Regions from separate parts of the Sus scrofa genome. Here regions 2, 3 and 4 are each linked to region 1. Evidence: chromatin contacts called from public Hi-C and HiChIP or PLAC-seq data. All regions are on one chromosome and are shown on one strand. Each heading gives the region's core, a stretch centred on a gene start, on an enhancer-like site or on the middle of the called end of the contact. The rest is flanking DNA. Distances are from core to core; before and after follow the strand shown. Region 1 holds the start of REL (proto-oncogene c-Rel). Region 2 holds the start of USP34 (ubiquitin carboxyl-terminal hydrolase 34). Region 3 holds the start of XPO1 (exportin-1). Region 4 holds the start of CCT4 (T-complex protein 1 subunit delta).

Region 1 (2,700 bases), core at 2-2,501:
CGGAGTAGGCTGGCAGCTGCAGCTCCAATTTGACCCCTAGCCTGGAAACTTCCACATGCTGTGAGTGGGACCCTAAAAAAGCAAGCAAGCAAGCTAAACAAGCCTCTTATAGCTTTGTGCCCCTTTAAGATCTTTCTTGGGGCCTTGGAGCTATCTCTTGGAAATGTGAACATCAAGGAGGATGTTGCCCCATCTCCCTGTTTCTGTAGAAGTTTAAACCCTGGCTTTTAGCTCCAAGATGTAACTTCCTATTATTTTTCCTTGGGATAAAGACAAGTTTGTAATTGATTGTACCTGTCTGATTATATAAAGTGAGATTTCTTTTTTGTCTTTGCAATCGTCTTAACGCATCACAGTATGGTTTAATGTTTATTCAATAATAAAACTTTCATTCTTTTCTACTTTATTTCGTGAAGAGGATATTTTGGGAGTGGCAGGAGATTTTAATTATTTCCCCAACCGGATCCCCCAGTTTTGGCACCTGTATGGCAGACTATTTTCCATTACTCCTCCATATTTATTTTAGGCAGCAAAGGATAGTGGAAAGAGCCTGGAGCTTTGGAGTCAGACAACCCTGAATTTAAATTGTGCTTTTCTTTTTACTAGCATTCTAAAATAAGGACAAGTTACGTCTCTGAACCCTGATTGCCTCACCTATCAAATTAGGATAATAATACATTACAAACGAGGCAACTAAACTGACACTTAGGTCCTTTACACAGTAAGGAAACAAAGTAAACTTAGATTCCTTTAGTATACTAAACGTTACATTCCCTCTTTCCTCGGGCTATTTCTGTCCAGTCCCAAGGCAGTGTCCACATTAATCTTGAGCACAATGAACATCAGGCAACGAACTCACATTGCGGACCCTAAGAGCTTAAAAAGTTTTAGTTTGTAAAGTACGTTAACAGAGCCCTCGCAATTTAGACAGGCAAAGGAAGAAGATCGGGGGTCTCCGTATGCAAATATATGAATTACGACCGCGCACCGGCTACCGCGGCTTCCGCACTTCCCTTCGAGGGCGCTCGGGTACATCGGCGCTGTGCCGCCAGCCCGCGCGGGGGCGGAGATTTGCGTGTGCAAGAAGGGGAACCACCCATCGAAAACCCCCCCAAGCCCGGGAGGGCCGGCCCCACTTCGCGCCCGGCCCACCCCTAAGTGCTTGCCGGCGGTCGGCCCTCCTGACGTCACCGCACCCTCCCACCTGCTCCTGAACTTTAAGCCAAGCGCCCAAGAACATCCTGGAGGAGGGGGATTTCTCAGGAGCCAACAGCTTTCGCACGCTGGGGGAAGTCACCTCCCGGGTCCCAGCGTTCCCTGCGCTCCCGAAGGTCCCCCGTTCCCGCTTCCCAAACTGGATCCCAAGCCCTTGGGGGCTCCGGGGAGGGGGCGGGGCACGGGGCAGCCCAGCGCCGACGCACGCGCGCGAGTCTCAAGGCGTCCCGCCCCCTCCCGGGGGAAGGCGGCGGTGTAGGGGGCCTACGTCAGCTAGGGGAAATTCCCCTCCCGCCGGGCAGCCTGCCTCTCGGGCCGGCCAGAGCTGGGCTGCCGCTGCTGCTGCTGCTGCTGCGCTCCGCCCCCTGCCCCTGGCTCCCGCAGCCTGGACTGGCGACGCCGGGTGACCCGAGCGCGAGAATTAAGCGGGTGGGAAGGTGTGAGCCGCAAACCCAGAGGAGGGCGGGAAGGAGGAGGAGGTCCCGGGGGTGGTCAAGGGGATTGGGGATCCCGCTGGCAGAGGTCCCTCGGCCGCCGGACTGACTGACTGCGGCGGCCTCCGGTTCGGACGCTCGGAGCAGGGCGGCGCGGTGAGCAGAGCCATGGCCTCGGGTGAGTGTGTTCCCGCGCGGGCTACCTCTAACAGCGGGAGGGCAGGAGCGGGTCCGAGGGTCTTGCTGCTCAGAGTTTCGGGGGGTCAGTTTTGGTTGTGGCTCTTTGTGTCTTTAAACTCGACGCTGGCAAACTGTCAAGCTTTTGAAAAAGTGACAGAGTTCGGGGTTTGTGTGTGAAATCAAAGTCAAGCTCTGTAATTTGATGCCGTTGTAGTCGTCGGAACCTTAGAACTTCCCAAAGACTTGGGTCTTGGATTAGGGAAGTTAGAAGAATCTGAATGAAGGAAGACGAAATCCTCATATTTAAAAATTGATTTATTATTGAATTGGAGGTTTTACGTTTTAGAACAGGAAGGAGGATCCTTCCGACCTCAGGAGAGCTCTTTTTAGTTTAATCTCATCAGTTGCTGAGAGGTGATTGCTGTTGTTGCTGACAGCTGGGCAAAATGCGGTGAGGCTTTAAAAATTACCAGTGGTATTTTAATAGGTAGTAGGTGGAAAAGTTGCTTCAACCAAGTGGATCATTTTTACTGTGAAGTGCCTACTAACTTGTAAAACAGAAGTCGAGTTTTGTTTTCCTTTTTGGAAAGAAGGGGGAAAGACGGTTTTTTATTTTGTTTTGTTTTATCATCTCCGTGCTTTAAAATATGATGAAGCATGAAAAGAACTTTCTATCACTTATAAACTAGCAAATATTTATTTATAGTTAATACTTAATGTGAATCTCTTTCTTTGGGGAACCGAGTTTACCAAGAAACTGCTTCAAGGATGAGGGAGGGCCCCTCAGATCCCGCCATGGTTTAGGTCGGCTTGTAACCTGAGGCAAGCAAATCAAGTAGACTGAATTCGAGTGGGACTTTTATTGGAGTCT
Region 2 (2,700 bases), core at 122-2,621, 580 kb after region 1:
GGTCGAAGGGTTCGGACTGCAGAGAGCTTCGTCCACGGTCCCCACCTCCCCTCACCTTCCCGGCAGGGCAACGGAGGCGAAGGCTCATTAGTGCCTTCGTTAATTGACACCTGTAATGAGGAAACTTTCCGAGAGCTGAGACCTCTCAGGCCCGGCCTAACCAGAGCTCCGCCGCGGCCCCTACTCGGGCGCCCAGGTAACTGGGCCGGGTTGGGCCCGAGGCGCCGCGGCGGCCGCGCCACCGCGCACCTTCCCGGGGCGCTAGGCCCGCACGCCGCCCGGCTCAGCCGTCGCCTCCCGCAGGCCGCGGCAGCTCCGGGAGGCCGGAGAGCGACGCGGGGACCCCCAAACCGAGCACCCGGACAGGCCGCCGCCGCGGCTACTTACTTTCATTTAACACCTCCACCAGGTCTGCGCAGTTCTCGCACATCGTTCGGCCGCCGCCCCCCCCTCCCCCGCTTCGGATCGCACTGACTGATCCCGACCGGCGGGGGGAGGGGAGAGAGGCGGAGGAGGGGGCCGGCCGGCCGGCGGGGCGGGGAAGCAACGAGGGCGGGCGGCGGTGGGGACGGGGCGGGGAGCAGGAGAATGGGGGAGGGGGCCGGCGGTCCCCGGAGCGGGCGGGGGAGAGGAGGGGGGCGAGGGGAGGTGCGCAGGCCGGAGGGGCGCGGAGGCGCCGGCGGCGGGGAAGGGGGGGAAGGACGGGGGAGGGGAGAGGGAGGGAGGGGGCGGGTGGGGAGAGAAGCAGCAGAGTCACTTCACCGACCAGACGCCGCGGCCACCGCCGACGCCGCCGCCATTTTAATAGAGCGTTCGGACTGCGCTCGGCTCTTTCCGTCCGGGCGAAGGAGCCGACGAGTAGTGCCTCGCGCTCTCATTCCTCCGCCTCCCGCCCTCCCACCTCTCCCTCCGCACACACGCCGCACGCCCCACACCCCGCCGGGGCCGGCTCGCCGCCCTCCTTTTCCTCTTCCGTCCGGCCTCCCCGCCCTCGGTCCACCCCCTCCGCGCGCTCGCCCACCCCGCCCAGCCCGGATCTCAGTCAGCGGCCGGAAGGGAAACGCGAAGCCAGCGCCGCTGCGGGGGGAGTCGGGTGAGTCGGAGAAGATGGCGGAACAACGAGCGGGTCGCGGTTGCGCGGCGTCGCCCACCGCGGCCACTGCGCGGGCCCGGAGGCCCAGCGAGCGCCGGGTCGCTCGCGCCTCCCTGTCCCCCGCCCGGCGCTTCGCCATTTTTCCTCCGGGCCTCCGAGGCGGGCTTGATGCTGATTTGTCCCGTCCCCCTCCCGGACTTTGAAGTTCAGGAGGCTAGGGTTCGGGAGAGCCGGCCGAGGAGATGCCGCAGCCCAGGTGGGGGCACGCGGCCCTCTCCCCTCAGGGTTTTGTGAGAATGGAACAGCCTGGGGCCGCCTTAACCTGCAGGCGTGTTTCTCGCTATTCTCTACTCTGTACGGCTCATCCGTCCTCGAGGAGAAAGACACCTTGATGTGACAAGAAATGGCGGAGCGAAGAGTGTTCGCTTGGCATCTCCTCCTTTTTACGCAAGAGGGCCCCCTACGAATTCCCCAGCTGCGAGTCTTCACCTGAAGTAGCGTATTATCCACCCGGGCGAAGAGCAAACAAGTCGGGTATTAAGAAGGGGAGGGGATGATGAAGAACAGGTGGAGGGAAGGGGGCGCTCAGCTGGAGTTTAATGTCGCGCAGTTAGCCAGCTTTGGGGAAATTTCCCTCCCCTGCACCGATAACTTCTTGATTTCTATAAACATTACGTTATATGGAGATATGACTGAAAAGTCCAGAAGTAGTCTACATGATATTCATAAGATATGTATCCAGAGCAGCTGTGGAGGCCTTAATAGCAATTCTTGCACAGGTTTTGTTGAGGTTAGGTCACACCATCTCTCTATGCCAGGACCACCTTCCCGGTATTCTTTGCCGTTCTGCCGCTTGAAATAAATGCTATAAAGTTTTTGCTAAACCTATTTTAAGTTGTTCCATCCGAGCAGGTGATCCATAAAAGCTATAGCTATTGTGCCATCATCTTCCTTTCTTCCCGTCCTTCCCACAAAACATGGGTTTCTTCAGACTTTAGATCCTGTAGCAGCCATTGCCCATCCAATGCCCATTCCATCCACCCCTCATCTCTTTCCAAACCCAAGTGTGTTTGTTTGTTTTTCAGGTCGCAGGTGAGACTCTGAGAAGCCCCAAGGACTATTTGTGTTTGGTTTAAAGCATCGAGTATGATTTCTCTAGGGTTGGCCATATTGTTTGAGTTCTTGCCAATAAAATGTAAGCAGAAATCTGCAGAGTGGGTCTTTGGGAAAGAATTTCCCATTCCTAAAAAAAAGGGCCAAATTCAGCAGATGTGCCCTGCCTGAAACATGGCCTTGATACTCAATGCAGCATCCCAGTTTGATTTTTTTTTTTTAAAACGGTTAAACCACAAACGGTAAAAGCCAACCTAAAGTTGAGGATAAAGTATAGGACTTTGCTGAACTGATGCATTGCACAGCAACTATCTACCCTTTATGTGAGAAAAATGAATACCTTTTTTCCTTAAGCCACTCTTAGATTTCCGTTACTTGTAGCAAACACATTCGTAACTGATATATTCTTTTAATAAGTATTTGTAAGTATCTGTCAGCTATGTTTTTTAAGACTAGAGAGAACCCATAACAGTTCTTGAAAATGAGGACAATTC
Region 3 (2,700 bases), core at 64-2,563, 660 kb after region 1:
AAAACCCAAAGATTCTGAGTTTCCCTGCAGGAGGAGCAGGCATCAGCCCCTCCCTCCCGCGATCCCAAGCTCTCCACCGAGGGGCCACGTGATGCAGGCGGACGTTTCAATGCTGCTGCACTAAATATTTCTGGAAACTTCCACTCCTAATAATTTCCTGAGATGTTCCTGAAATCACCCTAACTTCTCCCCGGCCCCTTGGGCTGGGGAAGCCCTTCCACTCCCGCGCCGGGCCCCACTTCACTATCACGCTCCTTGCCTTCCTCCACCGCTACCCGCACACGCGAATGACCCAAGCAAGCGCTCCCCTCCCGCGGCCGCCTCCCCGCCTCCATCCCCCAGCGGCAGAAGCGGCTCCATTCAATCGCAGGCTGTGCTGTGGGCCCGCCGCCGCCTCCCCGGCTCGTCTCCCGCGGCCGCCGCCGCGCCCCACACCAGCCTCCTCCCGCCCGGCCGCGCCGCCGCCCGACCCTCGGCCCCGAAGACACAGTCGACTTACCCAGAGATTGAACCAACTGCTTCTTCCTTCCTTGTCGGGGGATTAGGGCGAGGGAAGATGGGGAGGGGGGGAAGAGGGGAGGAAATCAAGGTGGGTTTCACAGTTTCCCCACCTTAAAAAAAGAAATTAAAAAAAAAACGAAGGCGATAAGGGCAAAAAAAAAAAAAAAAGCTCAATATTTACTATCTCAGGGACACCTCCCCCCGACACACACACCCACCCTCCCCCCCAAAAAAAGAAGGGGAATTAATATGTGGAATAAATGCTCCCGCCTGGCTGGGGCGTGAGGGAAGGGGGAGGGGAACCGGGTCAGGTCCCAAAGATTCAGCCCCAGGGGGACCCTCCAGCCACAGGCGGCAGCAGGAGCGGCAGGAGTAGGGGGTGTAGAGTCCACACGGTCGGGGGACGCTCTGCTGCCAGTTACAGTCCGACTCCCCCCTACCAAAATACGGCTCCCTCTCTCACGCGGCTCCGGTGCTGGGCCCCCCCCACCCAGGCTCGCCTAAACTTTCCCCCCTTCTCTTGCTCCTCAGCGACTGGTGGTTCCCCCCTCCCCCTCTGGGTGGTTGCACGGACTGCAGCAGCAAAGACTGGAACAGGCACCGCCGCCGGGGCTGTAGCTACTGTTGCTCTTGCTGATGCTGTAGCTCCCGCTGCTCCTGCCGCGGCCGCTGCAGCCGCTTCTCCCCCTCCTCCTAGTGCCTCAAACTCGGAACCGGTTGAAACCGGTTCAGACTGGGAGATTCCATCTCGGTTGAGTTTTCAGCCCATGGCGCCGCGGAGCGTTTGGAACCTGGGCCTCCGCCCCCAGTCCGCTTGCCCATTGGCCGCTTCCAGCCATAGCCGCGCCATCAGCCTACCTCCTATTGGTCATATCGCCCATCAATCTCTGCTCTAGGCTCCACACGAGCCCGCCGCTTCGGCCCCCGCCTCTTTCCAGCAGCGATTTGCCCGCAGAGTGGGGGAAGGGAAGTGGGGCGGGTCGCAAAGGAGCGAGGAGGGGGGGTGGAAGAGGAGAAGGTGGGACGAAGAGCTAAGCAGAGCAGAGTAGAGAGCGAAGAGAAGCCGCGCGGAAGATTGGTTCGAGAGGTCTGTCAATCAAATATAGCCCGCCCTCAACTTCCCGTCCTCCTCCCTCCGCTCCCCCTCCCAGGGCTTAGCCCGCAGGCCCGGCCTTTCCGGCCCGTTCATTGGCTGGGCGCCTTTGGTGACGAAGCGGGTGGGGCGCAGCTCGTGAGCTGGTGGAGGCGCGAGTTTAAGCGCGGCGCGCGGCCGCCTGCGTCCGCTCGGCTACTCCCGGACTCGCGTTGGTCGGCCCCCGCCGGCTCCCGCCTAGCTGCAGGGCCTTAACCCGCAGTGGTCGGGACCTGTCCCCCACCCATCGGATGGGGGCTGTGCAAAAACTAGGGCACACCCAGTTTTTTTTTAATCGGAGAGGGGCGGGGTGGAAAAAAGGAGCGAAAACAACACAACGGAGGCCAGTCGTAGGCCCCAGACCGGGTTTGGGGCCGAGATGTTGAGAGGTTGGGGTGAGGTATGGGGCACGCTCCCTTGGCGCCTCTTACTCCTCTCCGAGACGTGGGAAAGTTACCTAAGTAGTTCTTGGGCAAGTCTCCTTCAAATTTTAACTCGCCGTCTCCCCAGGTTGGAATTTGGCTGCTTCAACAACCAATTCTTCCTAAAAATTAAGACACTGTAATCCCTGTAATTGGTTTAACATCCTGTGCTTTTTGCTGGGTAAGCTTGAGTGCCAGCTGCCCTTGATCTTCCTTTACCTTCGCTTTTTCCTTTCGGGTAGTTACCCTTCACAAATTTCATCATCACCAAGTAGTATTTTCTATGAAAGTCACACGCACGTGGCCCTTCACATGGTTGTCTCTCTTGTCCGCAAGTGCCCTCCAAGTAAGCTTTACTGATTGTTCTTTGCTGAAGAAACAGCAAGCAGCCCACCAACATTTAGTAGGCCCATTGTGCCACCAAGAGGTTGATAAATGGTTTATTAAATCACAGTTTTCTTCAGCAAATTCTCACTTACAGTGGACAAAGGCTAATACCCAAACACTGCTTAAGAGTAACTCTCTCACCCTCCAATAGGTTTGCCAAAATGATGTTGGATTACTTTGAGACCTAAGATTTTTTATTCATTGCTTAGCTTGAATGGTATCAAACCAAACTGTATTATGTATGTGACGAATACACTG
Region 4 (2,700 bases), core at 150-2,649, 990 kb after region 1:
TAGGATCCGAGCTGCATCTGCGACCTATACAGCTCACAGCAAGGCAAGGTCCTTAACCCACTGAAGGAGGCCAGGGATCAAATCCACAACCTCATGGTTCCTAGTCGGATTCGTTTCCGCTGAGCCACAGGGTAACTCTTCACCTCTCATTTCTTCAGGCATCTTACTCTCTAACCCGAATAAAATACCCACTGTACACAATGCACATAATGGTCAAAAACTCTAAGCCTCTGCTCTCATTTTTTCCTTCCAGTCTTTTCTATCTCAACCCAGCTTCTCTTAATCCTCACACCTCTTAAAATCTTTCTCCTCCCTAATTGTATAGGTAGGGCAACCTTAGAGATTAAAGGTCACAAAGCCACGAAATAACGTAACTGAATGGAAAAAAGGCTTCTCGAATTCCACTATGGACCCAGCTCTTCTCCACCTGCCTGTTGCACTTGCAAAGCACAACGCCGCCTCACAATTATTCTCTGACAAGACGGGTCAGTTGGTTCCCCAGAACCCAGTACAATGGGACCGCCACGCCCCAATTTAAGGCACGGAGAGTTTACCCAAACTCGGTCAATGGCTGGGCGGAGAAGCTCATTTAAACAGTACTTTAATAGGGAAAAGAAAACATAAAAAGTACTGTGCAAACAACATTCTACCAGTGGACCGCTGCCTGCCGGCCTCGGCCGCTTTGTGAAATATGATGAAGCACAGCCCTGGACGACTATGGGCGTCTAGGATGCAGCAGGGACAAACTGGAAAAGCCTCCATACTCGGAGTCGGGAATTATGGGTTGAGAACAGAGAAGATTCTCTGCACTGAACTTACGCAACGGGAGGCCCAGAGGGAATCATTTGAAGAAACAGAAAATCCCATGCCCACCCAACACCCGGGTGAGAGCGCGTGGGAAGGCCGCGGCTCAGGCCGGGAGGCTGTACCTTTGGCCGCGGAGATGTTGCTGAAGCGGATCTGGGCCGGCTTATCACGGTCCTGATAGGCGCTCTTCCCGCGGCCGCTGGCAGCCCCGGCGGGCGGCCCGCTCCGGGGGGCCACGTTCTCAGGCATGGCAATCTCTGTTGGGTCTGAATACGATCGAGATGGACGGATGGATGAAGATTCTAGGTGGCCAGCCGCGCACTAACGGAAAGCACCCACCGCCTTTAAGAAGCTTCCAGAAAGCGGCGCCGGGCAGAGGAGGAGATGGGGGAGGGAGCCTGCCTGGCGGCGCGGCGCCGGCGTGACGTAACAGGCTGCCCGAAGTGCGCCGGGTGCGGGGGACCGCGCCGCGGAGCTCGGAAGTGGGGGGGGGGGGGTCTGTTGGCTCGGAGGCCGGGAGCTAGGGGCCCGGTGGGTGGCCTCCCAGGAGGCAGAGAGTACCACCTCCGATTTTAAAGGCAGGTGTTTGGACACCCACTTCTGCCCACTCCCCCCTCCTCCTCGGCGGTGAGGGCCCTTCCGTTAGTTCAGGCTGGGCCCAACGACGGCGCGGTGTTGTAGCCTGGGTCACGCCCGAGTGGGTGGGGCTGAGCGGGTGTTTGTAGAAATAGACCTGTATTTTATTGTTTTTACTAATTTTGAAAGCGAGTCGGAAGAAAGGTTTGGCAGAAGTGGCAGTTTTTCTTTTCTTTTTTAGATTATGGTATAGTTGATTTGCAATATTGTATTAGTCTCAGGTGTACAACATAGTGATTCAAAATTTTTATTTAAAGTTATTATGAGGGAGTTACCGTCATGGAGCAGCGGAAACGAATCCGACTAGGAACCATGAGGTGGCGGGTTTGATCCCTGGCCTCGCTCAGTGTAAGGATTCGGCGTTGCGGTGAGCTGTGGTGTAGGTCGCAGACGTGGCTCGGATCCCGCTGTGGTTGTGGTGTAGGCCAGTATGGGATTGGACGCCTAGTCCGGGAACCTCCATATGCCGCGTGTGTGGCCCTGAGAAGACCAAAAAAAAAAAAAAAAAAAAAAAAAGTTATTATGGGGAATACGGAATTCCCCGTTGTGTTGCAGTGGAAACCAACTAGTAGCCATGAGGTTGCGGCTTTGGCCTAGCTCAGCGGGTTAAGGATCTGACTTTGCAGCGAGCTGTAGTGTAGTTCGCAGACGTGGCTAGGGTCTGGTTTTGCTATGGCTGTGGCACAGGCCTGCTCCTACAGCTGTATTTTGACCCCTAGCCTGGGAACCTCCATATGCCTGGGGTGCTGCCCTAAAAAGGCAAAAATAAATAAATAAAGTTATCATAAAATAGTGGCCGTAATCCCTATGCTATGCAATATATCCTTTGGGTAATTTTACGCATGCCAGCTTGTACCTCTTAATCCCCTACCGTTATTTTGCTGCTCCCGAGAGGTAACCACTAGTCTGTTTTTTCTCTGTGTCTGTGAATCTATTTTGTTATATTCATTCACTTGTTTTATTTTTTTCATTCGACATGTAAGTGGTAATGTGTACTGTTTATCTTTCTTTATTTCGTTTAACATCATATTCTCTAGGTCCATCCATATTGTTGCAAATAGCAGAACTTCATTTCTTATGGCTGAATAGTATTCCATTGTGCACACATACCAGATCTTCTTTATCCATTGGTCTGTTAACTGGCATTTAGGTTGCTTCCATATCTTGATTATTGTAAATAATGCTGCTACAAACGTTGGGATTCATGTATCATTTGGAATTAGTGTTTTCATTTTCTTCATATTTACGACCAGGAGT

Evidence for each region. Hi-C and Micro-C count contacts between places; a contact is called where the count stands out from the background. HiChIP or PLAC-seq counts read pairs in DNA pulled down with a chosen protein or histone mark.
Region 2: a Hi-C map of skeletal muscle shows a contact between it and region 1, with 5 times the contacts expected there. The contact joins the promoter of USP34 here to the promoter of REL in region 1. A contact is called at or near these places in 1 of 5 promoter capture datasets (liver), 3 of 47 Hi-C or Micro-C datasets (heart right ventricle, liver and skeletal muscle) and 1 of 2 datasets of contacts at active chromatin or transcription factors (alveolar macrophages).
Region 3: a contact with region 1 is called in an H3K27ac HiChIP or PLAC-seq map of alveolar macrophages. The contact joins the promoter of XPO1 here to the promoter of REL in region 1. A contact is called at or near these places in 1 of 47 Hi-C or Micro-C datasets (heart right ventricle) and 2 of 2 datasets of contacts at active chromatin or transcription factors (alveolar macrophages and skeletal muscle).
Region 4: a contact with region 1 is called in an H3K27ac HiChIP or PLAC-seq map of alveolar macrophages. The contact joins the promoter of CCT4 here to the promoter of REL in region 1. A contact is called at or near these places in 1 of 5 promoter capture datasets (liver), 3 of 47 Hi-C or Micro-C datasets (heart right ventricle, liver and skeletal muscle) and 1 of 2 datasets of contacts at active chromatin or transcription factors (alveolar macrophages).

The regions. Positions count from the first base shown.
Region 1 is chr3:80,910,784-80,913,483 of Sscrofa11.1, reverse strand. It overlaps REL (proto-oncogene c-Rel), which reads left to right and starts at 1,251. Exons shown (of 10, transcript XM_005662527.3): 1 at 1,251-1,827. The coding sequence starts at 1,818.
Region 2 is chr3:80,329,568-80,332,267 of Sscrofa11.1, reverse strand. It overlaps USP34 (ubiquitin carboxyl-terminal hydrolase 34), which reads right to left and starts at 1,371. Exons shown (of 78, transcript XM_021087495.1): 1 at 767-1,371. The coding sequence starts at 1,232. It overlaps LOC102166164 (a long non-coding RNA gene), which reads left to right and starts at 1,034. Exons shown (of 2, transcript XR_002342704.1): 1 at 1,034-1,093; 2 at 2,179-2,299.
Region 3 is chr3:80,253,629-80,256,328 of Sscrofa11.1, reverse strand. XPO1 (exportin-1) reads right to left here and starts at 1,313. Exons shown (of 25, transcript XM_021087484.1): 1 at 500-1,313.
Region 4 is chr3:79,923,037-79,925,736 of Sscrofa11.1, reverse strand. CCT4 (T-complex protein 1 subunit delta) reads right to left here and starts at 1,399. Exons shown (of 14, transcript XM_003125100.4): 1 at 930-1,399. The coding sequence starts at 1,056.